2 separate regions of the Mus musculus genome follow, and region 2 is linked to region 1. A link is a contact called in public promoter capture Hi-C data. All regions are on one chromosome and are shown on one strand. The core of a region is the stretch at or near the end of the contact, and the rest is flanking DNA. Distances in the headings are between cores, read along the strand shown.

Region 1 (2,700 bases), core at 167-2,666:
CTGTGTGTTACACAAAGACATTTGCACAAACATCTATCTTGTTGATGTCATTCTTGTTTAATTTTTTTTTTTAAATGGGGTCCATGGTCTTTGACCTGTGTAGTTGGAAGTAGGGGTTGTGCTCTACTGAAGCCTAGCACCTTGCTAACTTAAAGCGAAGGTGGGATAGTCAATTGCCAAACAGCTAGGGAAGCCAGTACTCTGAGACCGGAGTCACTGATGCCAATTCCTTCAACTCTTTCCTACCCATATGACGAAGCCCAGGCCTTCCCAGCCCCTTCCATTTCTGCAGCCTCATATCCAAAACCATATCTCCAGGCTTGTGGACCAGTTTTGCACTGTCCTGTGTCTGGCCCTTGCCTCTCTTTGCCCAAGCCCTAGAAACCCTAGCTAACTCAACTCACAGAAGCACAGATTACCTGGCTGGGCGGGAGGAGCACCAGAGTCTGCTAAGCACCTGCATTCGAACCTCCACCAGGTTGGCTACGACCTCTTTCTGTTCGACCATAAGGCTACTCGTGTACCTGGACTGCTTTCCTTATTACAGACATTGAACTGTGAGAGCACTGTCTTCCCACACTTTTCTCGCTGAGATTCTTGGCAAGTTAACTTCGTTGGGCCTTCAGCTTTTCTTTTGTATGAAATAATAACTATAATAGTTACTACCCCACAGGTTTGCAGTGCAGACAAAATCATGCCTAAACCGGGCTGAGTGCAGCGCCAGCCTGGCTGGACAAATACGAGCAGTCCTCGCGTGCCGCCTGAGGAGGGTTGGGCACATAGTGGGTGCTCACTGTCTACAGAATCGACGTCGGACACCTCCCAGGTGCCACCAGGCCGCTGGGGGGAGCTGGGAGAGGGAAGCACCGGCCCGGCGCTGAGGAAGGAGCCCGGCCCGGGGACGCGCAGACCGGGAACTTGGCGCAGGTCGGCCTCCCGGGCGCGGACGGCCGTTCCCTGCGCTCGGCTCCACCCGGTCCGGTAGGCCCCGGAGGACCTCGCGGCCGCCCGCCGCAGCCACAGGACCCGCAGGCCCGGTCTGGCCCGGAAGCCCTCCTGGGGCCTGCGGCACAGTGTGCTGGGCCCCGGCCTTCCGGGGCCCGAGGCCGCGCAGGCCAAGCGCGCGGGCCGCCCTTACCGGAGCCGCGGCCGCCTCGGCCATGGCCCTGCGCTGTCCTGCTCGGCGCGAAGGAAGTCGACGCCGCGGCGCGCGGCCCCACGCAGGCCCGGCTGCCGGGTCCTCTCCGCCGGCAGCGCCGCCCGGGCCTGCCGCTACCTTCCCCGCCGCGCTCCTCGCAGGCCGGCCTGCTGCCGCTCCGCCCGCAGCCGCACCGCCGCCGTCAGCGCCCGGCCGCTCCACACTGCATCCTGGGAGCCGGTGCCGCGGCCAGGCCGACGAAGGCCCGTGAGGCTTCCTGGAGGCAGCGCGGCGGCACAGCTCCACCTGCAGCTCGAGCGGCGAACGGCAGCGCCGGCACCCGCTTGCCGCCGCGCTTGGCCCCGCCCTCCTCACGAGGCCCCGCCTCGGCCCGACCTCCGACCACGCCCCCGCATATCGCCACGCCCCCCGCGGCGCCAGTGCTCACCAGCGATGTGCCACCTGGTTTGGCGGTATAAAACTTGGGGGTACGGCCTCGGCAGGCAGTGCGCACCCCGGCACGGTCACTTCCGCAGCTGTCCAGCTGTAGCACGCCTATTTTTGCCTTGAAATGGAATGAATGCTTCCAACAATAGAAATATGGCTTGATAAGTCACAGTAGGTTCTCTGTAGGATTATGTATGTGTGTTATAATAAACATTTTAATGACACAAAAAATGTGGGGTTTCTATAGTATGTATACTATAATAAACATTTTAATGACATGAAAAATGGGTTAAAATGCCATCGTTTAAAATCTTTTTGAATGCAGTTGGAGATACAGTTCAACGGCTAAAAGTACTTGCTGTTCTTGCAGAGGGCTGGGTTTCAGTTCCCAGCATCTCACCACAAGCTGTAGTTACCGCAGATCCAACGCCCTCTTGTGATATATCAGGTAAGCGTGGAAAGATGTTGAACGAGAGTAGTCCGGAACTACTTCATTTTGGCGTTAAAATGCGTAACAAATGTATAACAAGATGTGTGTTATCATGTGTATTATTCATGTTCATACAGTGTTCATATAAAAGGTTATGTCTAACAAAGTTTAGGTAGGTTTGGAAGCATGTCCATTAACGTAGTGCCAGTAGACCCCAGACCCCTAATTTTTTTCAATTCATATTTTTGTTTTTTAATAACAAGGAAAGGAAGAAAAAAGTCAAAATGTAAAATTTCTCCAGAAGCCTAGTGTGGAGCCCCGTGTGGCAAAGAAGATGTATTGCCATTCAGAATTGCCTTCCATGCCACCCCCTAGCAGGAGCCTGCAAGACCAGTGCCTGAGATCTTTTTGTTGTTGCCATTCGTTATTTATTTTATGATTTACTTTTATTTTTGATTATGTATATGCACACATATGTATGCAAATATGTGTACGCGTGTGCAGGAGGTCAGGGGTCTCAGGTTCTGGGAGCAACCTGGGAACTGAAGTTTTGTTCTTACTCTTAATAACTGACCCTCCTTCCCCAGCTCCCTGACTGTGCTGGCTAACTTTATGTTAACACAAGCTATAGTCATTTGAGAGAGGGGAATCCTTTTTTTAAAAAATATTTTTATTAGGTATTTTC
Region 2 (2,700 bases), core at 54-2,553, 1.1 Mb after region 1:
GGCAAATGAGTTGTGCCTCAATTGTTTAAATTCCTATGAAACCAAGATCAGTTTGATACTTTTTATCCACATCTACTTTAGAAGAGTAAACAAAAATAATAAAAGACTACATTCTACTATATGAAATAACTTGACCCTTATCAAAATAGACCTAAATCTGGTTACACAAATATCTTTCCAATTATCTTAGGCGAAATTAAACAAGGACTTAAAAAGGAACCTACAAGTATCCACACTAGTTTATTTCTAAAACGAGGAGTGTGAAGTGATTCATGTGGAAGAGAGCTTCATTCAAAACAGTCACACAGCATTCTTGCCCTCTGTCTCTGCAGGGCAAATCCCTCTGTCCCCCAGAGCACACTCTCAGAAACACTTAACCAGATACACACAGCCCTGGTTTGAATTAACTTCAGGCTTATTGTTTGCTCCAGGTTAGGAATGGGGGAAGACTGAAAAGCCAGCCAGAAACCCTAACCCCACCTTGCAAAACCCAGCAGGCTAACCTCAGTCTTTCCAGTTAAGAGTTACAGAGTCGGGGGGGGGGGGGGGGGGGGGGAGGGCAGGGAGGGAGGGGAAGGGGGGCGCTTCTCCAAAAAGCTTCAGTAGCTAAAATAGCCTGCAAATATTTTGTAAAGTGACAGCTACAGATGCTCTCATAGAAGAGAAATCTCAGTGAAGTTGCAGATTCCCCCAGCCTTCACCGTCTCTTGGTGATTATTTGTAAGCAAAATACACCAAGGGACAGGAGGAGCTGGAACAAAGGCACTGTTAGGAAAAAAAAAAACAACAACAACAAAAAAAAAAAAACAACTTTGGAGTGTTTGAAAGGCCCCAGGACCCCAGCATTCACTGTGTTCCAATGGCCGCTGGCTGGCCAGTGAACCAGGGCAAAAGCAACTGTGTTCCTCCTCCTGTATTAGAAGCGCCCACCACGGCGGACCAGCTTCTCCACATCTGTCCTGGACCTGTCTTCTAAATCCCGTAGGTTCCCAAAGACTATTGGCTTTTGAAACTCGGGCTGCCAGTTGAGACCTAAACCTGCTCTGCCAAGAACATGTAGCTGTGAGAGCTTCCTTGACAGGCTTTTAAAACAGCAACAATAACCCAGAAGCAGGGGCCGCAGGCAAGCCCCCATTTACGTCCCAGAATTATCAACGCGCGCGCACACACACCTGCCATAAACTTAAAGGCAAGCAGAAAAAGAGCTAGCTGAACCGTGGCCCCAGCGTGTAAGCCAAAGGGTCCGAGTTTGCATCTGTGTTCTGTGCTTCCTCCCTAAAAAGCGGCCAGAAAAGGGTAAATCCGCTCACCTCTGCCGTTTAGGGACCGAGTGCTCAACTTCCATCGGTTTCCCATGTAGTTCCATTTTACCTGTGAACACACAAGAGGCAAGACGACGGGCTAAATTCAGCAGCTTTCCCCACCTTGAAATCTACAGTCTTTAAGAGAAAACACACCCTGCTTCAGTGACCTCAGCAGGGCCCCAAGATTCCCACCCGACTCAAGGACAAGGGAGGAGCAGGGCAAGGAGAGGGTGCAGAGCTGACCCTTCGGGTGGGTGTGGCTTTTTAACTTGCAGAAAGCTGGGGAGGGAGAGCAAGAGTCAGGCTCACCACTTGGGTTGCAATTTTCGCCTCCTGACCCCCTCCAAGGGCCACCCCGCACCCCAAGGTCTGCAAGAGACACACCCCCAACAAACAGCCTGCCATGGGGGCGCGCGGCCTTCTTTCTGGTCCACATCCAGGTTGGCCTGGAGCACTGGGCGATGGGATTAAAGAGCCAGGGTGCCAGGAGGAGATTGGGCGGCCGGGGTGCTGGTCCACGCGCGCTGACCCATCAAGGCGCCGGCCTCGAGTCCAGCTGGGGACGGTGGAAACCGAAAGGCACGGACAGCTGCTCTCCCCTCGGGCATCCAGGCAGAGCGCACTCAGACACCCGGGCCGCGGCTGCGCGCACGGGCCGGGACTGCGGCGCCGCGCGTGGCAGGGCTGCCGTTCTGGCAACAGCCGGCCGCCGCCGCCCACCTGCCCCTTTCGCTCTAACGACCCCGCGAGGTGGACGCGGCGGCGTGGAGCGGGACCGCCTGGACGCGGCCTCCCCCCGGGCGTAGGCTCAGGCCACTTTCTGTTCTCTACGGCTGGGGGACAGCGACCAGACAGAGGGCCCGGCGGGCGTCCACGCTGGGCCCCAAGGCCCGCCTGGCCCGGCCTGCAGCACGCGCCGCGCCGCGCCCCGCGACTGACAGCGCGTCCCCCTCCCCACCCCCACCCGCCCCGCAAGCGGGGTCCCGGATGGCAGCTGCGGAGACGGGGAGGCCCCGACCACGCGCGCGGGCCCCACCTGAAAGCGCCTCGATGGCCTTGAGGGCCCAGCCCTCGTCCGGGCAGTCCACGAACGCGTAGCCCGTCTTCACCAGGAAGGGGCCCGCCACCGGGATCTTAGCGTCCTTGAAGACACTTTCCAGGTCCGCGGGGCCGGCGTGGTCGCTGAGGTTCCCGATGTACAATTTGTTCATTGTGAAAAGGGGTCGTTTTAAAACCCGAGGAAAATGCTAAATTAAAAAAAGCACCCACGGCGGAGGATGGAGCCGGTGGATTTTGTTCCTCTCCTCTTGGCTTTCAAACCCACACAGTGACCCAAGCACGGGAGCGGCGGGCGAAAACCAGATCCCAGGGTCCTTTTTCCTCTTCTGGGTATTAA

What was found. Promoter capture Hi-C pulls out the DNA fragments that hold promoters and counts their contacts.
Region 2: a promoter capture Hi-C map of pre-B cells shows a contact between it and region 1, with 3 times the contacts expected there. The contact joins the promoter of D030074P21Rik here to the promoter of Zfp746 in region 1. A contact is called at or near these places in 4 of 39 promoter capture datasets (the 3T3-L1 cell line, 3T3-L1-derived adipocytes, frontonasal cranial neural crest and 1 more), 1 of 484 Hi-C or Micro-C datasets (embryonic stem cells) and 1 of 9 other capture datasets (liver).

Annotation. Positions count from the first base shown.
Region 1 is chr6:48,085,177-48,087,876 of GRCm38.p6, forward strand. It overlaps Zfp746 (zinc finger protein 746), which reads right to left and starts at 1,417. Exons shown (of 7, transcript NM_001163475.1): 1 at 1,139-1,417. The coding sequence starts at 1,162.
Region 2 is chr6:49,211,957-49,214,656 of GRCm38.p6, forward strand. D030074P21Rik (a long non-coding RNA gene) reads right to left here and starts at 1,304. Exons shown (of 2, transcript XR_869057.2): 1 at 1-1,304. It overlaps Igf2bp3 (insulin-like growth factor 2 mRNA binding protein 3), which reads right to left. Exons shown (of 15, transcript NM_023670.3): 1 at 2,341-2,700; 2 at 1,311-1,371. The coding sequence starts at 2,515.